7 separate regions of the Mus musculus genome follow, and regions 1, 2, 3, 4, 5 and 6 are each linked to region 7. The links are chromatin contacts, called in public Hi-C, HiChIP or PLAC-seq and promoter capture Hi-C maps. All regions are on one chromosome and are shown on one strand. Each heading gives the region's core, a stretch centred on a gene start, on an enhancer-like site or on the middle of the called end of the contact. The rest is flanking DNA. Distances are from core to core; before and after follow the strand shown.

What was found. Promoter capture Hi-C pulls out the DNA fragments that hold promoters and counts their contacts. Hi-C and Micro-C count contacts between places; a contact is called where the count stands out from the background. HiChIP or PLAC-seq counts read pairs in DNA pulled down with a chosen protein or histone mark.
Region 1: a promoter capture Hi-C map of pre-B cells shows a contact between it and region 7, with 4 times the contacts expected there. The contact joins the promoter of Dusp5 here to the promoter of Acsl5 in region 7. A contact is called at or near these places in 2 of 39 promoter capture datasets (hippocampal neurons and pre-B cells) and 1 of 115 datasets of contacts at active chromatin or transcription factors (pancreatic cancer cells).
Region 2: a contact with region 7 is called in a promoter capture Hi-C map of embryonic stem cells, with 4 times the contacts expected there. The contact joins the promoter of Rbm20 here to the promoter of Acsl5 in region 7. A contact is called at or near these places in 15 of 39 promoter capture datasets (the 3T3-L1 cell line, 3T3-L1-derived adipocytes, the C10 cell line and 9 more) and 11 of 115 datasets of contacts at active chromatin or transcription factors (the NIH/3T3 cell line, differentiating embryonic stem cells, embryonic forebrain and 6 more).
Region 3: a contact with region 7 is called in a Hi-C map of B cells, with 6 read pairs. The contact joins the promoter of Smndc1 here to the promoter of Acsl5 in region 7. A contact is called at or near these places in 7 of 39 promoter capture datasets (the 3T3-L1 cell line, the C10 cell line, frontonasal cranial neural crest and 3 more), 1 of 484 Hi-C or Micro-C datasets (B cells) and 4 of 115 datasets of contacts at active chromatin or transcription factors (embryonic stem cells, epiblast stem cells, large pre-B cells and 1 more).
Region 4: a contact with region 7 is called in a promoter capture Hi-C map of embryonic stem cells, with 5 times the contacts expected there. The contact joins the enhancer-like site here to the promoter of Acsl5 in region 7. A contact is called at or near these places in 5 of 39 promoter capture datasets (the 3T3-L1 cell line, embryonic stem cells, hippocampal neurons and 2 more), 1 of 484 Hi-C or Micro-C datasets (B cells) and 1 of 115 datasets of contacts at active chromatin or transcription factors (large pre-B cells).
Region 5: a contact with region 7 is called in a promoter capture Hi-C map of hippocampal neurons, with 4 times the contacts expected there. The contact joins the enhancer-like site here to the promoter of Acsl5 in region 7. A contact is called at or near these places in 10 of 39 promoter capture datasets (the C10 cell line, the HPC-7 cell line, the SN4741 cell line and 6 more), 9 of 115 datasets of contacts at active chromatin or transcription factors (the NIH/3T3 cell line, embryonic forebrain, embryonic hindbrain and 6 more) and 1 of 9 other capture datasets (embryonic stem cells).
Region 6: a contact with region 7 is called in an H3K27ac HiChIP or PLAC-seq map of epiblast stem cells, with 7 times the contacts expected there. The contact joins the promoter of Smc3 here to the promoter of Acsl5 in region 7. A contact is called at or near these places in 12 of 39 promoter capture datasets (the 3T3-L1 cell line, 3T3-L1-derived adipocytes, the C10 cell line and 8 more), 5 of 115 datasets of contacts at active chromatin or transcription factors (T-cell acute lymphoblastic leukemia, embryonic stem cells, epiblast stem cells and 2 more) and 1 of 9 other capture datasets (liver).

What each region holds. Positions count from the first base shown.
Region 1 is chr19:53,527,650-53,531,203 of GRCm38.p6, forward strand. Dusp5 (dual specificity phosphatase 5) reads left to right here and starts at 1,496. Exons shown (of 4, transcript NM_001085390.2): 1 at 1,496-2,047. The coding sequence starts at 1,669.
Region 2 is chr19:53,675,107-53,678,838 of GRCm38.p6, forward strand. It overlaps Rbm20 (RNA binding motif protein 20), which reads left to right and starts at 2,200. Exons shown (of 14, transcript NM_001170847.1): 1 at 2,200-2,486. The coding sequence starts at 2,302. Gm46653 (a long non-coding RNA gene) reads right to left here and starts at 665. Exons shown (of 2, transcript XR_001782674.2): 1 at 385-665.
Region 3 is chr19:53,389,121-53,392,964 of GRCm38.p6, forward strand. It overlaps Smndc1 (survival motor neuron domain containing 1), which reads right to left and starts at 1,514. Exons shown (of 6, transcript NM_172429.3): 1 at 1,296-1,514; 2 at 183-302. The coding sequence starts at 302.
Region 4 is chr19:53,368,380-53,371,837 of GRCm38.p6, forward strand. It overlaps Mxi1 (MAX interactor 1, dimerization protein), which reads left to right. Exons shown (of 6, transcript NM_001008542.3): 4 at 1,163-1,277; 5 at 1,811-1,982; 6 at 3,194-3,458. The coding sequence ends at 3,357. Among named protein-coding and RNA genes, the nearest start is that of Smndc1, 21 kb to the right of the region's middle. Within about 2 kb of position 2,007, at least 28 of the 459 cell types and tissues checked have an H3K27ac peak or open chromatin away from gene starts, as enhancers often do. A contact at or near this core is called in embryonic stem cells, where this site is marked.
Region 5 is chr19:53,702,927-53,706,620 of GRCm38.p6, forward strand. All of the region lies in intron 1 of Rbm20 (RNA binding motif protein 20), which reads left to right. Among named protein-coding and RNA genes, the nearest start is that of Rbm20, 27 kb to the left of the region's middle. Within about 2 kb of position 2,110, at least 41 of the 459 cell types and tissues checked have an H3K27ac peak or open chromatin away from gene starts, as enhancers often do. A contact at or near this core is called in embryonic stem cells and hippocampal neurons, where this site is marked.
Region 6 is chr19:53,598,199-53,601,750 of GRCm38.p6, forward strand. Smc3 (structural maintenance of chromosomes 3) reads left to right here and starts at 2,198. Exons shown (of 29, transcript NM_007790.3): 1 at 2,198-2,356; 2 at 3,285-3,360. The coding sequence starts at 2,342.
Region 7 is chr19:55,251,850-55,255,289 of GRCm38.p6, forward strand. It overlaps Acsl5 (acyl-CoA synthetase long-chain family member 5), which reads left to right and starts at 1,520. Exons shown (of 22, transcript NM_027976.2): 1 at 1,520-2,317.

The DNA.
Region 1 (3,554 bases), core at 246-2,745, 1.7 Mb before region 7:
ATGGATTGGAGTCCTGCTTCCAGCCGTGTTACCAAGCGTCTAACACAAGACTGGCTGGTGCCGGTGCTGGGTATTCTTCGTGAGGCTTGAGATGAAAGACGTGGGTGGAGCCTGCTAGCTACAGCTTTGGTGTTTTTTTGTTTGTTTGTTTGTTTTGTGTGGGGGGTGGGGTGGGTGCGGGCGTCTATATTGCTTAGATTGGCCTCGGGTTTTTGATATTTTTTTCTCAGTCTCAAAGATGCTAAAATTACAGGCCAGCCACTGAATACTCAGGACAGAGTATACAGTGATTGAATCGATTGCTTGAATGAAGATATGACCCAGAAGCAATGCCAGCCATTATTGTTGCTGGGCTGATTGATTGGATAGCAGAATGTGATTTCTGCTTTCTCCTTAAAAAAAAAAATCTCATCCACTTATGGGGGCTGTAAATGGATGCAAGGGTTTGGTTTGTTTTGTTTTCCATGAAAAGATAACAGTGAAATAGTTGGCAAAGGATTTGTAGGCAGAACGCATTTGCATCCCACGTGCCCTGACAGCTAGCAGAGCCCTCAGTAAATACTTGCAGAGGGGACAAATCACACTTAATTTTCCGGGAATGGGGGCAGGCAGCATGAAGCTCCCGAGAGAATAGCGGGGGCAGACAGCCTGGGATTACATTTTATCCACCATAATCCCACAAATCCAGAAGCCACCCGGACAACAGTTTAACTGGACTGAGCCTTACAGCTCCCCACAAGCTGCCCAGAACCACAGAGCTCCCGAGTCGGTGTATTGTTCGGGGGTGGGGGTGGGGCTTTTTGTTTTGTTTTGTTCTTTGAGGCAGGGTCTCACTATGAAGCTCGGGTGGTACATTGGAGAGAGCAATCTTTGGAGAGAGCCAAAAGGGGACTGTCAATCATCCGAAGTAGAATCCACTTGACGTCTCCGGCTCACCCATTCACAACTCCTCCTTTTTACTCTCAGGAACTTTTATTACGGAAAATTAAAAGGTAACAAAAGTGGGGGTAACGTGTTAGAAAGAAGCCCCCAGTATCAAGATGACCAAGCCACGCCGCATCTCGGCTCATCTCAGAGGCTAAATCTCCTTGCAAACGCAGACACAACCGGGAGCGACCGGAATCCGGGATTCACCGGGAGGCCCCAGGGGCTCCGTAGCGCGGCCACGGTCACCTCCTCTTCCCGCACGGCGTGGGTCACCTCGGCCTGGTGGCGTTCCTGACACTCCACCGGTAGTCCGGGGTGATGCGTGAGTGAGTCTCTCGGCGCCGGGCCCCCCGAGAGAGGGAGCGATCGCCCGCCACTTCCTCTTTCTCGCTCTAAGACGCCCTCTCTCCAGCCTGCTCCTTGGGTGGAGGCGGGTGCCCGCAAGCTCCACCCATGGGCGTGGTCAGCCAGGGGGCGGGGAAATACCCATATTTGGCCTTATATGGGCACTCACGTCACAGGACGCGCACTCATTCACATAAAACGCTGCGCTGCCGGCGGAATCCCCAGCTTTCTGGGGCAGCGAGCGGCGGGGCCGGGAGCCCAGCGAGCGGGGCGTGGAGAGCGTCGCGCGGCCCCTCGCGCCGGGCTCCGTTTGCAGGCCACAGCCCCCGCGAGGTGGCCCGCCCGTCCTCTGGCAGCTGTGGGGCGCGCAGCGTCGGGCCGCTGGGTGGCAGCGGCATGAAGGTCACGTCGCTCGACGGGCGCCAGCTGCGCAAGATGCTCCGCAAGGAGGCGGAGGCGCGCTGCGTGGTGCTCGACTGCCGGCCCTACCTGGCCTTCGCCGCGTCGAGCGTGCGCGGCTCGCTCAACGTCAACCTCAACTCGGTGGTGCTGCGGCGGGCCCGGGGCGGCGCGGTGTCGGCGCGCTACGTGCTGCCCGACGAGGCGGCCCGCGCTCGGCTGCTGCAGGAGGGCGGCGGCGGTGTGGCGGCGGTGGTCGTGCTGGACCAGGGTAGCCGCCACTGGCAGAAGCTGCGGGAGGAGAGCGCCGCGCGCGTCGTGCTCACCTCGCTGCTGGCCTGCCTGCCCGCCGGCCCGCGGGTCTACTTCCTTAAAGGTGAGTTCGTCCGGGAGCAGACTGCCCTTTGCCACCCTCCCTTGCTCCCCTGCACCCTGTGTTACCAGGCCCCAGGGTTACCTCCCTGCATGGGAACTCTGGACCGGAGAAAGTCACCACTTGCGGGAGTATGCACCCCGGGGTTTGACGTGCGCTTGGGAGGTCCTTGCAACACGTCAGCGCCCAGGGCTTCCTTCTCCCCACCCGCCTTTCCTCGAAAGCGTCTGGCATCCTGTCTGTCCTCTGGGTTGGGTGGGCTGGGAAGGTGCTGCGGGCGGTGCTCCCTAATAGTTCCGGGGGCCCAGAGCTCATGCTGGTCATTGGCGCCGTTGGCAGGCCACGGGGGTCGGAACCTTTCTGTACAGATCAGCGCGATCAAACAAGTTGAGACCCTCCCCCAGGAGAGTGGCGCCGCGGTGTCCCCTTTCTTCCCGCCTAGACAATTAGAGCACGTTAGGCTGTGTCTTGGTGGGCCTCTTGCCTTTTTGACCCTGGCAAGTCCCTCCCCTTCCTCTCCCTTTATTGCTTTTTATTGTTATCCTCCAGCCTCCTCCTCCTCCTCTCCCCAAATAGGCCGTTCTCAAGCTTAATTTGGGAACTGACAGCTTTCCCACCCCTTTCATCCTGTCATCCCCAGCAGGGGATTATCCTCAGAGACTACCAACCGGCCAACCTAGTTAAGAGAGGTGCTGCAGAGGCTGCAAAGATTCAGAGGAGATTCTGAGGCCTTTGATTTTAGGCCTCCGAGAGCTGCCTGCAGGCCCGACTTATTTCACCTGCTGTCGAGATAACTTTGGCTTCCGGTTGTGGGTGTGTGATTACTCTCAAACCCCACATCATTGATTTCTGGGTCATTTCCTGTGACTGCTCCTGCCTTCTAACCTCAAAAGTATGGGAACACTGGCCTGGGTGCAGGGGAGAGAGCTCTCAGATAGGGCCCCAAAACTCTGATGACTTGTCCAGGAACTCTGTTACGGTTCAGAATTCAGGTGCAGTGAGCTGAAGACCCAGTGTCAAAGCCATGCAAGTTGGAATTTCACACACTGTAGGCCAGGAAGATCCCAAGGCAAGTGGGTAGCTTCCCAGCTAATTAACACCTCTTGCTAACTGTTCCTTGTTGATCCCATTGGGAGATAACAGGTGGATGTTGCTGCAGCCCAGCTGCAGAATCTGCAAGGGTGGGTGGCCTTTTCTAAGCTCTGCAGCGGTCTCTCTCTCACTGTTAAAAAAATGAGGTAACATGTGTCCAGGTGACAATCTGAATAGCCCCAAGGGTGTTTAAGGAGATGTGTGTCTTCAGCCCACCCTAAAACCTAGTTCCTCCCCAGAAGCAACACCAATGAATTCTTCTTGGATAGTGTCTCCCATGGATGGCTTTTAAAAACAGATTGAGCCCATGTCATACCAGATCCTGCCTCTTTTCTTGGAGATCTTGGAGACATCCGTGTTGCTGCATGGTAGTGCCTTCGTCATAACCACTAGGCTGCTTCCAGTCTGGCTGTGTGAA
Region 2 (3,732 bases), core at 950-3,449, 1.6 Mb before region 7:
CATAGATTTTCTTTTATTATTTATTTTAAATTTCCAAAGCCCAGTGAATTCTCAGTCTCCCTTTGCTCTCTGTATTGTCCCAGGAGGAACACTCAAAACTCACCCCCACACCTCAGTCTTTTTCCACCCATTCCCATGGAGAGAACTCCATAGAATTTCATGTTACCAAGTCTTTAATGAGAGCACTAGTGTGCCTTCCACCCACTCAGTTTCCTCGGAGTTTTAAAAATACCTTGTTCAAGTTGGCTACTATTGAACTGTAGAATCCCACTTGTAAAAATCAGCCCTTCTGCCTGCAAGAAACACCCCCACCTCGAACTTGGAGCCAGGGCCTCATTATTCCTAATTCCGTCACATTTGCTAACCAACCCTCAGAGAGGATACCTTTCCATTGGTGCATTGCAGTCCAGACAGTAAACAGATCTGCCTCATGACTACAGAGCTCTCTCCAGACGCTTTAGACGGTTCTCTGGCAACATCTGGGAAGACTTCATTCATTGTCTTTTTTGGGGAGAGTCTCAATGTTAGTTTTAGGTGTTTTCCTCCAGGGTTAAGGGAGTGTGTATGTGTGCCTGGGTAAGATGGAGTATGTGGAAGCCACACTCGAGAAGTTAGTGACAGAAATTGATCACAGAAAACTGCCCGTGTCTTCAGACACCCTGTTCTGCTTCTGAGAGGGGCCAGCAAGTAAGCCATGTTTACTTGAGAGATTTTTGCTTTTTTTTTTTTTTTTCGAGACAGTCTTTCTCTGTGTCTCCCCGGGTGTCCTGGTGCTCTGTAGATTAGGCTGGTCTCCAACTCACAGAGATCCCCCTGCCTTTGCCTCTCTAGTGAAGAGCTGGGACTAAAGGCATGTGCCACCCGCCGCCACACGTTCTGTTTTGTTTGTTTGTTTGTTTGTTTGTTTGTCAGACTTGTGTGAATTGTGAATGATGTGTGTGATGTTTAATACAAATAATCGTAACTCTAATTGGCAATGAGAGAGAGAGAGAGAGAGAGAGAGAGAGAGAGAGAGAGAGAGAGAGAGAGAGAAGCTCTCTAAGGTAGGGTGGCAGAGTAGGCAGTTTCAAGGGGAAATTGACACAAGAGTCAGGAGGGACAAAAAGTATCTTTCAGAGAGTTCAAGCAGTTGTCAGGTTTTGAGACATCTTTAGAATTTTCTGGTGTGTGAAGCAGGCAGGCAGGACTTCAGGCTGTGGGATCAGCTCGCTGCCCTCTGGCTTATAACGCACGAGAGAGGAATTTGGCCGCGGGCGTCCGTGTCTGGAACACCACGGAACAGCACAGTCCGAGAGAGCACGAGGCGGCCACTCCCCGGCCGGTGCTCAGGTGCAGGAGGGTCTGCGGGAGCAGGTGTCCCCTGTCGCCGTCTCCAGCTGCTCCGCCCTCAGAGCCTCACAAGTGCGTCGCACAGCTGCCACCCCGGTGCACACGGGTGTCCGGCGCAGGTGGGCTCCGGGCAATTAACAGAGTCGGTGAACTCTCTTCCTTATCCTTTAAATTTCCAGAGACGCTGCCAATAAATATGAAAGAAACGTGTGCCTGGTTTTCTTTTGCTCTCGTGGGAAAATTCAAAGAAATGAATCCACTGCTACCCTGTCCGTCGCCTTTGGGACCCCCGAAGCGACAGCTGGAACTACCAGCGTGGTGAGCTCCGGGGCCTGATCATCTGGGCCCCGAGATCGCAGTCCCACCCACCTAGGGAAGGATGTGACAGTGTCGGGTCCTTCCAGAGGCGCTGGCTGGGCTCCAGCCGCAGGAGGATGCCAAGCCCCGGGCGCACTTCGCGCTGGCGATGTCCTCGGGACTCTGCCGGAGCCGGGCAGCCTGTGAGCTCCGGAAGAAACTACAAGGCGGCGGAGGGCGGCTGCGGGGCGGGCCGGCGTGTCGCCCTCTCACGAGGGTGTCGCGCTGAGGAGCGCCTGGCTGGTCACCCCGAAGGGCTCGCGGTGGCGGGTGGCGGCTGCTACTCACTGTGCCTCGGGTGGACAGGCACAGTTGTCCCGGTCACCCCGCGCGCAGCAGCTCCTGGGCGTCTCGCGGCTTCCGTGGCCCCGGGGACGCCCCCTGTTCCTGTCCCTGTCCCCCGCCCCCTCCGCAGCCTCTCCAGCTTGAGCGCCGGGAGGTGGAGGAGGCGGCGCCGCGGGGACTGTCTCCTCCCCACCCTTCTCGTCTCCTCCCCACGCCACCGAGAAGGACAAGGGGACTGGGCACAGGGACCCCGGCCAGTGAGCGCTTGTGTTCCGGGACCGCCCCTCCCGCGCGCTCTTTCGCTGCGAGCCCGGGCCGGTGTCGCCGCGCATGGTGCTGGCAGTAGCCATGAGCCAGGACGCGGATCCCAGCGGTCCGGAGCAACCCGACAGAGATGCCTGCGTTATGCCCGGTGTTCAGGGGCCCTCCGTGCCCCAGGGCCAGCAAGGGATGCAGCCTCTGCCGCCACCGCCACCGCCTCAGCCTCAAGCCAGCCTGCCCCAGATCATCCAAAAGTAAGAGGGAGAATGGAGTGGGGCTGGGGTGAGCCTGGGACACACACCAGGGGCCCTCTTTTGTGGCTTCATTTCCATCCTTTGCTAAACTTCGCCCGCCCCGCTTGTGTTTGAAGTGTTGTTGGCGCTCTGAGCTGGGTCGGTGTCATTCTGGCTTGTTGGTGATATTGGGTAGAACGCAGTCAAGTTATTAGTGTGTGGTGGTGGTGGTGGTGGGGCATAATTTTTGCCTTTTCTTATGTGTTCTCTTTTCTCTTCTGATGGTACTGGATCTGTTTTAACTTCATAAGCTCGAAGTTGGGGGAAATGACCCAGAGACTATTTTTTTCATCCTTCTGATCCTTAGAGACCACTGGAATGTATTACGGTGACGATGACGGGTCAAGCGTGAGTGTGAGCGCTTAGTGAAGGGTGTGTGATAAATCGCCACTGAGAACAAAACTACCTTTAGTGGAGTCAACTAGAGATTTGGGACAAAGGGAGTTGAGGGCCTGTAAACAACGCGCAAACAGTTTACAACATGGCCCTTGCAAGGAGTTCTCAGCTGCAGAAAAGGTTTCCCCTAGATACCGTGGTGAACCTCACCGTTCTTCTTTTCATTGGTTTGGTAAGCTGGGGTGGTCAGGGGTCCCAGGAAGCCCCTTATCCCGTCTGGGAAGCGTAGAGGTAAACCGCTGGTGTTTTACTCCCTCGGCTCCTTAAAAAGCATTGTTTTGACAGTTTGAGGCCTAGAATGTCGGATTGTTCGAAGGCTCTTTATTTTGCTTCAGGCTTGGTCCACCTGTGACAAAGTCCTGAAAAATAGTTTGAGTGTTTCCACAAGTCTAATTGGAACATGTAAACTCAGGAAAACTCACATGAGGAGCTGGGGTTTTTTGTTGGCTGTTCTGATCTTGGGGATTCTGTAAACTCACTACGATGCACTAAGGAAAAAAAAAGCAAACATGGAAAAGGAAATGGAAGCAAATAGTAGTCAACTCTGAATGGCTTTAAAAAGCGAGTTATCTAATAGAAAAGAGTGAAAACTCAAATTTGCCATCAATAACAGGGAGGGGGGGTGTCGCGTTTCAGGACAAAATGGTTTCCTATCTGTTGGCTGGTTGACTCCTAAAGTCCTATTTAACTTTGATATTTTACATAACTTTTAGCTACTTGCAATTTGCAACTTTTTAAAAGTGAAAAGTTTCCTAAGGTGGTCCTTTTTCCTCTCTTTGTAAAGCGGTCCAGCAAATCCTAAAGAGAACTG
Region 3 (3,844 bases), core at 264-2,763, 1.9 Mb before region 7:
TTCTGATGTACACCAAGAGGAGCTAATGTGAGAAGCCTCAGTACCTGTGTACAAACAAGCATATACACGTGGGAGCGCCTTCCTCAGATGCTTTGCGTGCCTACGAGTCTTGAATGCATACTTTGAAAAAGACAAATCCTCTTCTCAAACAACCTCAACTCCAAGTGTCCACCTGTACTTACTTGCAAATCCTTCTTCAGTTTCAATAGATCTTCATTTTCTCCATTTCCAGAAAGGGCAGCTTCTACTTGCTGGAGTTGAGCTTTGTAGCTAGCCAACTGTTTTGCTAGATCCTCTGACATCTGAGGAAAATAAAGGCCCATAAGGCAAGTCAAATATCAAATTACAAAAAAACAACAACAAAAAAAAAACTTCCTCTGACCTGTCTAATTTAAATCACTCTTGCTACAAAATTCAAGTTCCGTTCATCACCATTTTAACTTTATTCATATTTAACTAATCCACAAACTTCAAGGCAATTAAATTCTAAAGACTGCAGATACGGCTGGTCAATTCTACACAGAAAGAGTTCCCCCGGAAAAATCATGCTATTAAAAAAGAAAAAAAAAAAAAAACCCTGCTTCTTCTTTAAGTATCATATATCATAGGAAGACAGTGTATGTCAATAAAGACTGCGACATACTTTTCAAAAGCTGAGAAAGTCAAAAATCAAGAGAAATTAAAATTCGCACGGACGGGTTCTTCCCCCCAGTCAGAGGAAGCGGTTTTCGGTTAACTACACCTTCGGCGTTTCCTCGCCTTTCTCTCCGGTGGAGGGAACCGCTCGGAGCGCTCACTCTTCCTTCACACGGAGGTCATCCTAGAAACCCGCCTCTCGCCCAACGCAGCTCGGCGTCGCCAGGGGTCCAGAAGCCCCTCTGGGCGGCCGCGGGGCAAACATACGGGTCCTCGGGGGACACCTCCGGGACATTCCGGCCCACCGGAAGCCTGGAACCCCGGCCGAGTCTTCCCGTCCGCGCGCGGGCTTCCCCGAGCCCGCTGGAGCCCCGGTCCACCATCTCCCACCAGGGAACGCAGACCTCCGCGTCCATGGAAACCGCCGAGCCCCGCACCCTCACAGAGGCTTCCCCCAGACGGCCACGTTCGCCGCCTCGTCCCGGAAGCCCCCACGCAGGCCGGGGCCGTCCACTGGGGGGTGCGAGAGCCGCTGCCTCCCCACACTGCCCTGGCCGGGCCCAGCTCTGACGCCGGCGCCCTCGCTTCCGGCCTCCGCCTCCACCTCCACTCCAGCCCGAGGCCCGAGGAGGCCTGACTCTCCCTCAGGGGCTCGTTACCTTGGGTGGGGCTGGGGTCGGGACGGCGGGCAGGGGTCGGGGAGGCGAGGCGAGGCGAGCGGCGTCAGGGGCGGCTGCAGCCGGGAAAGATTTTCCGCCGCGACGAGCCTCGGTCGGAAAAGGAGAAAGTCCGCCAGCGAGGGGGAGGGGAGAGAAGCCGGCCTCGGGCAGGAGGAGAGAGAGACAAGGCGAGCGAGATCTCGCGAGACCTACGGACTCTCGTGGAAAAGATGGCGCCCGGGTCACATGACCCTCGCCGCCCTCTCAGCAGCCTGCGATTGCAGCCTCGGAAGGCGGAGCGGGTGTGGTCTGATGGGCAGGAAGTGACGTGTCTGGGCCGCGCCGGGGGCAGAGGGCATGTTCGTTTTACGTCAGTTCCGCCTCGTGCTGGGAGCGGCAGCGAGTGGTTCTCTGTGGTGGGTGTTGTCCTCCGGTTCCCTGCGGCGTAAACTCGCGAGCCTTTCTGCCCAGCCCTGATGAGATTTAGTACCGGGAACGGGCTGGGAGTGATGGCGGGTGCCTTGTGTCCCACAGGGAGGCAGATGGCGGCGGCGGATCTGAGTCTGAGCCCGCATAGCGAGTTCCAGGCCAGCCAAGGCTACAGAGCGAGACCTTGAAGTCAAGAGAAGGGAAGTTTTTTGTTGTTTAGAAAATAAATATAGCCAATAAAGATAGAGTGATAGAAGTGGAACGGTGACCATTTGAGGTGCTTAGGCATCACCCATGGTAGGTAAAAGCCATGTGATGTAAGAAAATAGAGAAAGGTAGGATGTTTAGAGTCAAAGCTGGCAATCGCTCACCCAGCGATCAACTTCAGCATCACTAGTTGTGAGACAACCTTACTTTATGCATGTTTATGACCGAGTGACAGTCAACATGAAGTGACTGTCACCTCTGAGGAAGTATAATCAAAGCCCTTTTGAGTTTAAAGGAAATAATAAGCATAACGTGTTGAATGTCCGTGAGGAAAGAAACACCCATCCAGAATGTGCGATTTTTTTTTGACTTAAATAATTCAAGAGTAATGTAATTTTAATGAGAAATACCTCCCTTCGTCTTGGCCATTTGGAGTAGTTTAGAGGTGTTCCCTGCCTTGTGCAGATTGGAGAGGTTAAAGACACACACACCACTTAAATTTGAGCTCTCGGCGCTGTATGTGCAGTTTGATGCCGGCTCACAACAAAATACTTCAGCCATCATGTCCTTGGCCTGCTGCTGCCCCTGCCCGGCCATTATAGACTCACTCCGGAGCCATAAGCTAAAATAAAATCGTTAAGCTGCCTTGGTCATGGTGTTTTATCACAGCAACAAAGAAGGAAGCAATGCTATTAAAAGGAGTAAGGACTGTTTTGGATTAGAAGATTAAAAAGATGGGTATGGTGGTGCCTGTGTGTAGTCTCTGTTGTGCCAGGAAATGTTCATGAGCCCCCCCCCAAAAAAAAAACCACCAGGGAGCTGATTCTGATGCAATTGAACTAGGTTCTTTTGTTCAAGCTCGAGCTTGGGCCTCACCACCCTCTCTGATGCAAGAGAACTGGGGGCCGGGGGTGCAAACGCAGGGTTGTAGATTTGTTAGGAAATAACCTGGAAACTGGTGTTGGATGTAGGTTTTGTTGTGAGGTAACCTGGAAACTGGTGTTAGGCACAGGACTTGTTGGGGGGAGGGGGGGGCGTAGCCTGGAAACTGGTGCTAGATACTGGCCTGTTAGTTTACTTGAGTTTAACCTTAGGTCAGGTTCTCTAAGATGGAGTCCGAACCCTGAAGGTTTGGTCTCAAGTACACCAGAGGCAGAGGGAGGAAAATCAACTGAAATTTAAAAAGTGCCTGGACTAGTGTACTCCAGGCCTTCCAGGTCTAATAGCAAGTGCCTATCTCAAGATCCAAACAAGCAAAAGGAGAAATGATAATGAAGTATGTAAATGTTGATTGGATCTTTGTATTAGTCAGACTTCTCTAGAGTCACAGAACTCTATGAAATAAGGAAATTTGTTATGACAACTTACAGTCTGGAGTCCAGCTCCCCAACAATGGTCAGCTGTAAATGGAAGTCCAAGGATCTAGTAGTTGCTCAGACCCACAAGGCTAGTAGATTCCAATAGATGTGCTGGCAAGTAAATGCAAGCAGATATTGAATTTAATGGAGAACGTGTAACAGTTCATGGTACAAATCTCTTAATTCCCTGTAATTTCATTTTGATAATTTTCAAAATGAAAATATGGAGAAATTACTTATAGCCTTGCAAAATAGATTTCGAATGGTTTCATGCCTGTGTGCATGTGTATGCACATGTATGTGTGTGCATGTGTCCCAAAAGACCACCAAGGAGCCGACTCCAATGCAGTTGCACTAGGGTCTCTCATTCAAGCTCCAGTTCTGGCTCACTCACTGCAGACCCTGTCACAGTAGGACCAGAGGGTGAAGCAGCCTTAAGCCCTCAGTGGGACAAGGTTTTATAGGAAATGTCGAGCAAGTGAGAGGGGTTACAGCCTGCCAAGCATCTCACTGAATAACTATTGTAAGCTGACAGGTGGGTGCTCTGAAGCAAAA
Region 4 (3,458 bases), core at 757-3,256, 1.9 Mb before region 7:
GTGGGGGGCTTGCGTTATCCCTGATACAGCTGAGACTGTTGTAGAAGTTCAGTTACAGCCCCAAAGGAGTCCACGTGCTGCACGCAGCTGAACTGTCTTGTTTTAAGATTTATATATATGTATATGTATATGAGTACATTGTAGCTGTCTGCAGACACACCAGAAGAAGACATCAGATCCCATCACAGATGGCTGTGAGCCACCATGTGGTTGCTGGGAGTTGAACTCAGGACCTCTGGAAGAGCAGTCAGTGCTCTGAGCACTGAGCCATCTCTACAGCCCCCTGCTGAACTGTTAGCGCTTGGTAAAGAACAGACTCAAAGGTGGAGAGCAGCAGAGTTTGGCACCTCCCATTATGTACATGGTCATAGTTGGAGACCACAAGTGTACAAGGCTCTCCTGGAGCATTTCCAGGAGAAATTCCCTCTGACTTTCCCAGAGAATGGTCTGTCGGAGAATTCGGGACTTTAAGCAAGTAATTCTGTCACCTGTGTTCCTTGTGGGGAAAACAGGGTAGCTCATGAGGGCGGAAGGGAAAGGAATGAGCAGCAGCCCGCTCACAACACAGGTGTGAAACCCACCACCGCAGGCACAGTTTTGTCGTCCATGTTGCGCTGGACATGAAATTGACGTTTTATAAAGGACTGAAAAAATGTTTGAAGATCAGGAAGTGTTCACGTCCTTCTGCCTCTACATAAACAACATCCAGCCCTCTGGGATGGCTGCGGTTACTGAACAGTGTGGGTGCGTGCCTGTGCGTGTGTGTGTGTGTGTGTCTGTGTGTGTCTGTAAAATTAAAAGGTGGAAGGAGGTGGAAACCTTAGTGCGTTTTATAGCTCCTTGAGGTACCGTAGCTGAAACCGGTACTCCAGCCTGTGCTCTCAGGCATTGGGAAACCAAGCTCGATTGCTTTAGTAACAGCACAGCACGGAGCTTATGGAGCGGCCTAGACAATTCGCTGTCTGACAGAGTTCATGGGGGCTGATAATCTAAAGTGACTTCTGTCTGCAGGGCAGAGTGGTGGGGCGGGAGGTCGGCGCCACTACCGTGCAGGTACTTTAAAAAGTTGGGAGTGAAATATGGCTGTTGGCTAATAGCTCAAAGTTGCTGTGTGTGTCTAGTGGCTCTCCAGGCTGTGCTGATTGGCTGATATCTTTCTTAGACGAGCTCACCTGCGCCTGTGTTTAGAACGCTTGAAAGTTCTGATCCCGCTGGGCCCAGACTGCACCAGGCACACAACACTCGGTTTGCTCAACAAAGCCAAAGCACACATCAAGGTGAGAATCTTTCTTTCCATATTTGCACTGATTCCTGTGTGTGTCGTGTACAGCTCACTAGACCGTCCTCTTCTTCACTAACTGCCCTCCAGAGAAACGGCTGTAAAATCTCACCAGCGATCCAGTGGGGCAGCATGATGCGAATAAATGAAAAAAATTTACAGCGTGGCCATCTAGACCTGAGAATGCTGGGGAAGGTCTTTCCGATACCCTGAAGGAAGGCAGCTGCGCCCTCTGGCGGAGATGCTGTTATTTGGCTTTATCTCTCAGTAATTTTCCACTGAATACCACATTGCAGGAGGTTTCTCTTTGTGGAACTTACCTCACAGACTTTTATAGTTCACTTCATTTGTTCAAGTAACATAGCATCCATACAGGAAAAAGACCACTGTTTTTATGTTTAAAACGCAAGTGTTTCTCAGTATTTATATATGCAAGGGTACATACATACCCACATATGTGTATTTGTGGCAGGAATTAGTTTTACTGTACTAGACTGGACTACAGGTGTGAATAAAACATCTTCATTTTAGAAACTTGAAGAAGCGGAGAGGAAGAGCCAGCACCAGCTAGAGAACTTGGAACGAGAACAGAGGTTTTTAAAGCGGCGACTGGAACAGCTGCAGGGGCCTCAGGAGATGGAGCGGATACGAATGGACAGCATTGGATCAACCATCTCTTCAGATCGCTCGGATTCAGAGCGAGGTAGGCAGCTTCTCTTTCTAAGGAAGTCCTGAGTCTCCGAGACGGGTGGGGGCGGGGAGACTGTAGACACTGCATCGGCTCTCACTAACCAATGTAGTACTGTCGTCTAGCTTCTGTTGTTTTGGTGCTAGAGAGCAAACCCAGCGAGTAGCATGTGCTAGGTTAGGAAGAGTGAGCCCAGCCGCACTCCCAGCCCCCAGCTTGGGCTTTGTGCACCCTAACATTCTCTGGCAGTGCCTTTGTGAACCACAATTTTTTTTCATATATGTATATACATTCTTTCTATTTTGAAATAAATTTTAGACTTAGAAAAAGTTCTGTTTAAAATATGCCAAGTTCTTGGGGGCTGGAGAGAGGGCTCAGCAGTTTAGAGCACTGACCGCTCTTCCAGAGGTCCTGCCTGAGTTCAATTCCCAATTCCCAGCGACCACATGGTGGCTCAACAACCATCTGTAATGGGATCTAGTGTCTCTTCTGGTGTGTCTGCAGACAGCCACAGTGCACAGTATACTCATATACATAAGTAAACAGATCTCAAAGGAAAGAAGGAAGGAGGGAGGGAGGAGAGAGAGAGAAAGGAAGGAAGGAAGGAAGCAAGGAAGAAAGAAAGAGAGAAAGAAAATGCAGAATTCTTACCATGAGAGAGGGACATGGCTTGAAGCTATATTTCATGCAAGAAAATCAAAAGCAAACCCCTTAAACCTACTTTATGATTAGCTTATTTTAGTTACTATTCAGAATTTGTTGATGAATCCATAGAAATCCATAGATCCACCTATGATCTATGATAGAGAGTTGACACCACCAAAAAATTCGGATGCCTAAACATAAATTTTCTATCTTTAATTTTATTTCTCCATGACCCCAACCTCTTTAAAGCAACCCTGATTAATAAACAGAGCTGTGAATTAGTTTTTGGTTTAATGTAAAACAGATGTTGTTAAACCACTTGGGTTGGGATCTTTTAATATTAAGTACTAATTCCCAAACAGGCCAAGCGCTTTTAGTGGGAGGTCTAGACGGACTGGCGTCAAAAGGGTTTTAGTAAACTTGCTGCCTAAATTAAGACCACCACTGTATACCAGATTGCTCTTTGCAGGAGAGTCCCTGATAGAGCACGGATAACCTTGCTGGATAACCTCTCTAACTTCTGAAAGTGCACATGCAGATTATTAATGCCCCCCTTTGTTTTCTCTTTCTTCCTCCCGCAGAGGAGATTGAAGTGGATGTGGAAAGCACAGAGTTCTCCCATGGAGAAGCAGACAGTGTCAGTACCACCAGCATCAGTGACCTTGACGACCACAGCAGCCTGCAGAGTGTCGGGAGTGACGAGGGTTATTCCAGTGCCAGTGTCAAACTCTCCTTCGCGTCCTAGGACCCAGCATGGCCTAACAGTGCAGGGCGGAGCGCTCACTGGGCCGAGTCAACACCGGCTCTCAAATTGGGTTCATGATGCAGTCTCCTCTTTAAAACTAA
Region 5 (3,694 bases), core at 860-3,359, 1.5 Mb before region 7:
TGGGTTCTAAAAGAAAGCAAGCTGAGCAAGCCAGGGGAAGCAAGCCAGATAAGCAGCACTCCTCCATGACTTCTAGATCCACTCCTGCCTCCAGGTTCCTACTCTGTGTGAGTTCCTGTCCTAACTTCCTTTGGTGATGAACAGCAGTGTGGAAGTGTAAGCTGAATAAGCTCTTTCCTCCCCCAACTTGCTTCTTGGTCATAATGTTTGTGCAGGAATAGAAACCCTGACTAAGACAGTGACCACGAACAGGTTATTTTGTCTTGCCATGCCTCAGTTGCTGTCTCTGTAAAGTGGGGTGCTATGCTCTGAATATAGCTTGGGTGTGCTTCCCAAAGAAAGGGTCATGTGCTGGAAGGTGGGTGGGTCTCTGCTGTGGTGTTGAGGAGCTGGTATAGGGTAGGAACTCTGGGAAGGTAGTGGTTAATTCCTCAAAGGCACTGCCTTGGGAAGGGACCAGCGAAGCTCTATAGGATTCCAGAGAGTTCTCAGAGAGAGCCTGGTCCCCAAATTCCTTTGGCTTTCTGTCTCCCTCATGTTGTGTCCTGTGGAGATATGGCCCAGGAGACCTTTAACAGAGCTTATCTACAGTGCTATTTAATCTTTCACTTTGAGCTTCCAAAACTGTGAACTGTATAAACCTCTTCTGGGTAATGCACCTAGCCTTAAGTATTTTGTTATAGTTACAGAAAACCCTTGATGACAGGTAGTACCTACCTTTTGAAAGTTAATATTACAGAGTAGTTAACACGGGCGTGGTGCTAAGAACACTGCCTGCCCTAGTACTGTGCTTGTTAAAGATCTACATTGCTGTAGATCAAGATTAAAAAAAAAAACAAAACAAAAACCTAAGCAAATTAGCATCGTATTTAAAACCAGTGTGTTGGCCAGTCTTATGCCAACTTGAACACATGAACTAGAGTTATCTGAAAGGAGGCAACCTCCATTGGGAAGAGGCCTCCACAGGATCAGCATTTTCTTAATTAGTGTCTGATGGGGAGGGAGCCAGCCTATTGTGAGTGGTGTCACCCCTGGGCTGGTGGTCTCTGGTCCTCTAAGAAAGCAGATGTAGCAAGCCAGTAAGACAGCATCCCTCCATGGCCTCTGCATCAGCTCCTGCCTCCAGGGTCCTGCCATACTTGAGTTCCTGTCCAGACTTCTAGCGATGAAGGGCAATATGGAACTGTATGTTGAATAAACCCCTTTCTCCTCACCTTCGTCACAGGGTTTGGTTGCAGCAATAGACACCCTGACTAAGACATAGTGTTACATTTTTATTAACATGATTTCCAAGAAACACCTCCTGCAAGACTTCTCTCCCACCTCCTTCCCTCCTACTTTAGCCTTCCGCCTTCCAAGTGTTGGGATTACAGATGTGAACCACCACCCCTGGCTTCCTTTAAGTCCGTTTTCTGGTAAAGATTTTTAAAAAATGTTAGTTTATATAGATATGCATTTATATCCCTTAGGAATTCTTTGGGCCCAAGTTTTTGGTTTTTTTGTTTGTTTGTTTGTTTGTTTGTTTGTTTGTTTTTCATTTATTTCTGTCTTGTGGGTGTGAGTGGTTTGCACACTTGTGTCCCATGTGCATGCCCGGAGCCAGCGGGGGCTGAAGAGGGCCCTAGATGAGAAAGTGAATTACAGACGGTTGTGAACTGCTGACCCATCTCTGCAACTCTTCTTTAGGCTTTTGAACTGGGTCTTGTGTACTAGGGTCAGTTTGAATAGAAATGCTGGGCGTGGATTTTCTTTTCCATGGGTATAGCACTGAAAACATTATCTTGAATATACCTGCTTGTATTGTAGACACACCACTTGTGTGTCTAGTGTTAGCGGGCAGAATAAGGCATCCGATCCCCTGGAACTGAGCTACAGACATTGTGAACCAATCTGTGGGGGCTAGGAATGGAACCTAGATCCTGTGGAAGGTCAGCTGGTGCTCTTAACGTTGCGCTGTCTCTCCTGGGGCATGAGTTTTGGTGAGGATTTTATACGTGAGGAGGGGCCTGTGTAGGGCTTCCCTTCTCCCATCGATGGACTGTTCTCAGAGAACTAAGGTTTGCTAAGATTACTCCCTCCTGGACTTTGGTTTCCTGTGAGCACACCGAGCAGCTTGTCGCCGCCTGGAGGCGAGGTGGCGCATGGGAGGAGTGCAGTGGTGAGACCTGACCGTCCTGACCCGCTGAGGGAGCGGGAGCGGCAGGGGCTCGCTGCTGTGGCATGGGTCGGCTCCAGCCCTCCTCCTTGAGGTCTAGATTAGCAGATCTAGCAGTTCAACCTTGATAGATGCTTGAAAACTGGGTGCCTAAGAAGCATTCGGGGTAGAAGGGATCGTTCTCCCGCCTCTATACCAATGCTCCAGGACGCTAGCTAGCATGCGCTCTGCAGAAGCCGCATGGGGGTGAGGGTGGGGGTGGGGTGGGGGATGGGGTGGGGGGTGGGGATCTGCTCTGCTTCCACCGGCGGGATTTGGGGTGTCGCTGGCCAGGACCCCTCCCCTCATTTCCAAGTTACAAGCCCGAAGCTGAACGCCCCCCCCCCCCCCGCAATGCCAGGCTGTACCATGGGTTTGCATTTTTCCAGTTCTTGTCGAATAAAGGTTATTATGCGGCACCAGGAAAGCAGGTTTCACTCTCCAATCAGATGCTGTTTGGCATCTGTATAAATTAGTCACTCTCCTCCTACTCCTTTCTGTAGTGTGTTGCCCCCCTCTTTCCGCACACTCGTGTGCAGGGACAGGAGTGAGTATGCAGAATGCAGGGCATATGTGGAAGTCAGAGGACAACCTGGGCAGAGGGATCAGTGCAGGGACTTTCAGAAACCTTTTATTTGAGTCTTTCATTGGCCTGGAACTTTTTATTGTTTCCAGGAGCTTGCATGGAAACCTCCTGTCTCCTTCCATAGTGCCATCTCAGAAGTCCATAGTGCCATCTCAGAAGTCCCTCACTGGGGACGTGGTGGCTGGAGGGGAGGGGAGAGAAGGGAGGGGGAAGGTTGGAGAAGGGGGTGGGGAAAGGGTATAGGGGTTGGGAGAGGGGGGAAGGACAGGGTTGGTGGGTTGGGGGAAGGACTGGACAGAACCAGTGGACCACCTTGTTTTATGGAGGTACACACTGTATAATATTCTGTCATTCATTCATATCTATATATCTATATATCTATACACACATATACACATATATTGCATTTTTGGGTTTTAGTTTAGTTTAGTTTGTTTTTGTTTAAAATTGTTAGAGGCTGGAGAGATGGCTCAGCGGTTAAAAGTACTTGCTGCTCTTTTAGGGGATTGAAAATATTGCCTGAGGATTAACATGTAGCATTCTTGGCTCCTTCTCCAGCACCATGTCTGCCTGCATGCCACCTGTAAGCCAGCCTCGATGAAATGTCCTTTATAAGAGTTGACTTGGTCATGGTGTCTCTTCACAGCAGTAAAACCCAAACTAAGACAAGACCCAATAGTGTGTCCTGTGTGACACTTGCATGGTGGTGTTGCTTGTTAGAGGCTTGGGGGGGGGGGGGAAGGAATGGGGGGATGGGGAGGGAGAGGGAGAGGGCCTCTCTTCAGGTGGCTAGCTGGGCTTCATTAACAAAGGCATTGTGTCATGTGGGGTTCATACTAGGGTTGTCATGGTCAAGTCCTGGAGCATTCCCTAGAGCCTGTTCCCCAGCTCCTTGGTTCTCTGTGGGAGCATCT
Region 6 (3,552 bases), core at 948-3,447, 1.7 Mb before region 7:
GTAGCTGTCTTCAGACGCACCAGGCACCAGAAGAGGGCATCGGATCTCATTACGGGTGGTTGTTAGCCACCATGTGGTTGCTGGGATTTGAACTTCTGACCTTCGGAAAAGCAGTCGGGTGCTCTTACCCATTGAGCCATCTCACCAGCCCCCTTCAATAGTATTTCTTTGTGGCGTCTATTTCACTTTCATTTTATATCGCTTGATACTTAGTAATCTGTGATAACTGTTAAAAGCCAGGAGAGCCAGGCACTGTGGTAAGAACTTGGCCTCTGTGCATTTTCCCTTCATAAGATTTGGTTACTTTGTGCAAAATAATTGAAGAGAGCAATAGTAACAAAATGAAATTCTTCATCTCTTAGATTTTACTATCATGGAGAGAGACAATAAATATAAACAAGGCAATAGTCTAAAATCACTTATTTGATATTGTAGAGATTTAAAAAAAAAAACCTTTTTCCCCTATTTATATGATTATACAAGCTAACTGAATAAAGTTCATAAAATGTGTAAAGGCCTAAGAAGGAAAGTAAAAATCTCATTGTAGTGGAAACCATCATAAAAGTTCTGGTGACTTCACTATTATTGAAAAATAGGGTCTCCTTCAAACCCACTAAGCAGTAGATGAATTTGAACTTTTGATCTTGCATCCACCTTCCCAGGGTTCTGGGATCACAGATGTGTGCCACTAGGCTACCCAGTGCTGGGGAAGCGTCTAAGACCTCCTGTATGACAAACTAGGGCTTTACCAACTGCACTGCAAACCCAGCCGTCATCCTGAGGAACTGAATGAAGGCTTAGAATTCTGTTTATAATATACCCCAAACCCTCACAAACTGACAGGGGTAGAGGTCCTTAACTCCCAAAATGAAATTTTAAATTAAATTTCTTTCTTTCTTTTCTTTCTCTTTTAATACTTTTTCTTTTTTTTTTTTTTTTCCCTCAAACTTTGGGTGGAATTTGGCCAGAGTTTCAGATAAAGGATTCCCAGTAGGGCACAAGATTTGCCCTTCCTCGTAGACATGTTGAGGGTGAGAACTGCCTCAGGAAGCAGGAATGGTGACCAGGACCTTATTAGGTCGTCCAGGTTTGTTTGTTTATTTCCCAGTAGGCAATTTTAGAGTTGCCCAGAACTCTACTCCCTACACTGATTGTATACATTTAGCCGGGCAGTGATGGCATAAGCCTTTAATCCCAGCACTGGGGAGGCAGAGGCAGGCAGATCCTGAGTTTGAGGCCTGCCTGGTCTACAGAGCGAATTCTAGGAAAGCCAGGGCTAAAAAAAATCCTATACATTTAGGGACTGACCCTAGTACCTACCTATTTCTTTTCTTTCTCTCTCTTACTTTCTTTTCGAGACAGGGTTTCTCTGTGTAGCCCTGGCTGTCCTGGAACTCACTTTGTAGACCAGGCTGGCCTCGAACTCAGAAATCCGCCTGCCTCTGCCTCCCGAGTGCTGGGATTAAAGGCGTGCACCACCACCCCGGCTCCTTTTTTTTTTTTTTTTTCTTTTTTCTTTTTTTTTTAATTTACCTATTTCAAGAAATTTATTTGTGGCAATTGTACAGGTCTTTCTATAAGGAGTTTAAAGTCATCCTTAGCTACAAGGTGAAATCGGGGCTTGGAAAACTAAAGACAACCTCCCTAAATCAATCCCTTCAAATGTCCTAGCGTCCTCCAGTTCTCTCAGAGCCGTCAGGAGGCTCGGAACCAGCAGGAGGCGCTCTGAGCTAATAAAGAGAATAATGGAAGCGCGGAGGTTCTGAGCTCAGAACCCCAGGCAGTCACAATGAGACCTACATTCAAGTCGGGCGCTAGGCTGACAGGCCACGTCCTTTTTAAGCGGCCCGGCGACCACGTGACCTCCGGCGCGCTCGGCGATTGGCTCCGCTCGTCTCACTCCAGGCTTTGGCGCCGAGCAGGCCCCGCCCCTCACGGGCGCGACCATAGTCCGTGCGTCCGGAGGTAGTTCCTGCCGGCCTCTGGAGCGGGGCTCCTCCGAGTCGGACTCCCAAGTGATTCTCAGCAAAACAAGAGGATAAGAAAATCCTTTTCTCAGATCAGGTCCGTCTAAGAGGGCCGCGGGAGAGGGGCCTTTCCTACGCGACAGAGTGGAACCGGCCCAGACTCCCCCTGCGATCCGCATCGCTTCCATCGTGGTTCCGCCCGACGCGCGGGCCCCGCCTCCGCGGCCGCCGCCATTTTGTTTGGCCACAGGGGGAGCGAGCGGGAGCGAGCGGAGCGCTGTGAGGAGGGGGCTGTCTTGCTCGTCTTCCGAGCCTGCGGCCGCGCTGCTGCGGTGCTGAGGCGACGCCTTCCCCCTGCCGAGGGGCGCGGAGCCATGTACATCAAGCAGGTAAGGGCCGTGAGAGGCGGCGGGGTGTCCCGGAGCGCGCCGCGGGTGGGTTAGGGCCGGCCTGGGCTTGGGGGGGCGGGGAGGAGCGGGGCCCTGACGAGCCGAGCGCCGGGCTGCAGTCGGCGCTTTCCCCCGGGGCGCGGTGCGTGGAGCCGAGCGGAGCCGAGCGGGACCGGGCGCGGCGGGCTGCAGGCGGAGGCCCGGCTTCCTCGGGCGCCGCGGGCTGCTGCGAGCTGCTGGGAGGCCGCGTCGTTCTGCAGGCAGGCATGGCGGTGCATGGACCGCCTTCGCGAGGCCCCGGGCTGGGCTGCAGGCTCTCTCCGCCTTGCCTCAGGCTTTGCCCCAGCAGGGCGGACCCTCGCAGCAGGTCGCGTCGCGCCTGCTCACTCGGTTGTTTACTTCTGTCAAAATGCTCTTCCCGCGCGCGAGCGCCGAGCCCCCGGGACACGCGCTGGGCGACGTTTTTCTATTGGACGGGTCAGGCTCGGAGCGTTGCGATCCTATCTATCCCCTTTTCACTTAATTTTTATTATCTTATTTCTTTTTCTCAATGGACTCATTGGGGCTGGCCAGTGGTTTGACTGAAGGATGCCCTCTCACTGGGCTCGCAGGCTGGCAAGCTGCGACCAGCTCGCTCGCCCGCCCGCTCGCCTGCCTGCTGTCTGGACCTTTACTGTCGTGCAGAGCTCGGGGTCGAAGCCGCTGGGTTTGGAGAGCTTCTCCCAGAGCAGCCCTGCACCAGCAAGGGTTGCAGGCCATGTCGGAAGGGGTTTAGCGAATCTTTAACTTGCTTGCTCCCGATCGCAATGGTCTCCGCCGAGTGGACCGTTTCTGTCTTGCCTTGCGTGAGAAGCAAGAGACGGAGAAGGAAAGAATGTTGCCCTAGAAGTGCTTTCTGTGTTCTCAAGGGTTGTCTCTTCTTTAATAGGTGATCATCCAGGGCTTCCGAAGTTACCGAGACCAAACAATTGTAGATCCCTTCAGCTCCAAACATAATGTCATCGGTAAGTAAGTGTTCTTGGTTTACCATGTTAGACTTAGAATTGCTACCGATAGACGTGACAGGCCAGGGGAGACGGGAGTTGTCTTTGAATGTTAATATTCCTCCATGGGATTACCTGTTTCGTGTCTGCACCGATGAATTGCTTATTTTATAAAAATAAAATTTTTGTGTAACTCAGACGGATAAATCATTT
Region 7 (3,440 bases), core at 270-2,769:
AGGTGACTCTGAGTGAGCAGGTAACTTCTACCTTTGCACCTCTATCGAAACAGGTCCAAAGGTTCCAGAGCAGCTGGCAGGACACTCAGAGCAAGATCCGGTGGCTTCAGGTGCGCCTCGTCCTGGAGCGTGGAAAGGCAGAGGCAGCTTCATGTGGTGCTGAACAGAGAGAGCTAGCTGCAAGAGAAGCCATTCCTCAACCTAGCTGCTGTGACCATTCTCAAGAGGTAAGCTGCCTTCTCTGGCCTATGGGCTAGAGGGAGTAGATAGATATGGCGGGGGAGAAAGTGAGTGTGTATTCATCTGTAACCTGACTAAAGCTCTTTCATAACAGGGGTGATAATCTCTCAGCTCACTTGTGTGGGAGGCAAAGAAAGATGTCAATTTGAAAGGAAAACATTTGAGCCACTTGACTCTTAGAAGAGGAAAAAAAAATCAAAAGAATTGGAAGAGAATGTGAGGGTATAAAGCCTTTTGTAAAGGGTAAAGTTGGAGCAAGGATGCAGGTTTCTTTCATCTTCCATTCAGAAATTCTTAAGAGGAGCCACTTAACAATTGTTGATGTCTCCGGAGGGAGGAAGGACTTCCGGGTTGTGACACTCTTAGGGTCTGGAAAGCATCCTAAAGGCAGGGTATGTGGTGACATTAGGAGCATCTCCTATAAGGGGAGTAGTATGCCTAACCCACTAGTATAGCTAGTGGTAGAGCTATAGTTGACCTAGTCTGTCTCTACGGTCTGCTCCATCGTATAGAAATCTTGGGCGATGTCAGAATCCTCCCCATGTGGGAAACATTTAGAGTGTCATTACCATGCGGTGGAACTGGATGGAAAGACAAGACAACAAGATCTTAGAATGACCCAGCCCTTGCTGAAACGGACACTTAATTCTAGAGATCCATGACGTCAAAAACAACAATTAGACTAGTTGGTGTGCTCCTGCTATGGGAGATGGGATAAAACAGGACTTAGAAACCAGAGATAGATATCCTAGATAGACATCTGAGGCTTGGCATGCACTTTCCCACCTGAGGTTTTCCTGGGGGGGGGGGGGACGCCGGGGGGGGGGGGGAGAAAAGTCTCCTGGGAAGCTGAGCTCCAAAATTAAACAAAAGCTAGAGGCACCTCTATCCGTCCTTCCCAAGGGGTCAGACCTGCAGGTCTCTGAGGTGTGGCACCGGTTTGTTTTTCCTGGTCTTTATAGCAGGGGTGGGTGGGTATGGGGTGCTCTCTGCACAAAGAAGGAATCCTAAGGTAGGCTAGCACTCTAGTGAAGTCTTCACCTTGAACTTCCTGTCAATCCTTGGAGGGATCAAGGCCGGGAAAATGCTACTTGATTCTGCGTGTCGTGAGGTTGCAGCGGGAGTGGGGGAGAGGGAGGGGGCAGAACCTGTCATCTCTCTTCCAATTCTGAGACCGAGGTCTCCTTGTGTCCCTGGGAGACCAGAACCTCAAAGGGTGATCGATTAAGACAACTGTGAACCCGGATAATGCTGAGGTGTAAGAGGGGTCACAGAACACATTTCATCCTTAAACTTGGCGGGGTGAGAGCCGGAGCTGAGCTGGTGTGTCTGCGGAAAGGGAGCCACTTCAACTGAATGGCTCTCTGCCCCCGTGGTTCCTGGCTTATTTATCTATTCTGTTGTCTCTGCGAGGTGCAGAGGTGCCTGGCTTTTTGAATCAGGGAGGTCTGGGGACTGGCGAAAGGAGCTACACAGAGAAAGAGACAGTCGTGCTGCATCTAACCTAAGGGCGGAGGTCCCTCTAGCTGGACTTTCCTGTCCTGCGAACGCAGCGGGGAACAACGTCACCTCCGTTTCTCTGGCAATGAACCCAGGGCCACCTCAACTCGTTTTCATTTGGATTTTCATCTTGGAGAAGAGCTAGTGGGACCAGCGGGAGCAGGTGGACTGTGTTGATGCAAAGGTGGCTCGTGTTTCAGCCCCTGGGGATTGAGGTTAAAGGCTTTGAAAACCGGCTAGGGTAGCTTTGGATATCTGTCTCCTCCTAGTCAAAAGCGGTTCCACTTTCAGTTGTGAAGGAGGAGGGAAAAAAAAGCCAAACCAGGAAGTGAAGTCCCCAGCACCAGCATGTCAGAAAGCCCGGCTATGGCCTGGCTGGGACAGATCAGGGCAGGGCAGAAGTGGGGCCACTAGCCAGGCTGCCTGCCTGCCTGCCTGCATGGACGCTCTGAAGTCACCCTGCCCGCGGAGAAGCCCGGGGTGAGGAAGGGAGGACCGAGGCTCTCCTGCCAGCAAGAAGCCGGAGCCAGAAAGCCTCACTCGGAAGCTCCAAGGCGTGCGTGCGGCCCTTCCCAGGGTAAGGGATCTGGAGCCGGGTGTGATCCTAGGACGGGGCTCCTGCACGCGTGACAGAGGCATCCCAAATCCCTCCTCCCTGCCCACTTCAGGAAGCTGCTTGGAATTCAAAGCTTGCTGTGCCTCCACGTGTGCGCGCCATGCTCTCTCTGCCTGGGAGTGGAGGGCTCCTCTGCATCAGGAGGGATGAGGGGAAGGAGGAAGAGGACACAGGGAGGGACTTTCTCTTAAGGGGTGGAATACAAGCAGAGACCTTTTGGCAGACCCGAGCACGTGGCGGCATAGCTCCCTGGGGTGGGCTGGGGGGTGGGGGTGGGGGGTTAACCCTGATTTTCACTGAGTTTTGACTCCCTCTGATGGTAAGAGCTAAGGAATCAGTCCAAAGAGATGGAGATACAGGCCGAATGAAGCTGGGTCTCTTTTCAGAGCTATAAACACTGGTTAGACCTAAGATGCTCTTAAAGGGTTTTGGGAGCCTTGAAAAGGGGCTGCAGGAGCTGGGCTTTGATACCTCCTAGTGGTATCGCCCCTCCCCCTCCCCTTTGACAGTCTAGTCTGAATGGCAGGGTTGAATCTAAACTTCCTACTTACAGTTGATTGGTGCCTTGTAAGAGGCAGGGTCTAAAATAAAATAAAGCATTGGTCAGGTTTAAAAACTGGAGATAGAAGGCAGTGGATTCTGACCCCGCCCTCTGTGTGCACATGGCAGTTATTTCAGGTAATTTTAGAATTCACCTTGGAAGGAACAGTATAAAATCTTGTGAGCATCACTCATGTGTCCGTCTCTACCAATGAAAGGCACAATAGACTAAATAAAACAATAGCTGTAAATGCAGGCGCTTTGAGAAAAGCAGGTAGCTTACTTAGGCAGGCGAAGTAGCTGGTGTATTTATGGGATATTGGTGTTGGAGACACTAGAAAAAATTGCAGCTCCTATAACCCAGAGAAGCATATTCAATTTAATTAAAAAAAATACTGTTCAGATAAACGAAATTTCAGCCAAGCTATATTACAATTTTATTTTATTTTATTTATTTATTTATTTTGAAACTGATTTTTCACTTTACTTCTTAGGCAGGTGGGGCTGGCCATCTGCCTGTCTCAGCTGCCCAAGTGCTGGGGTT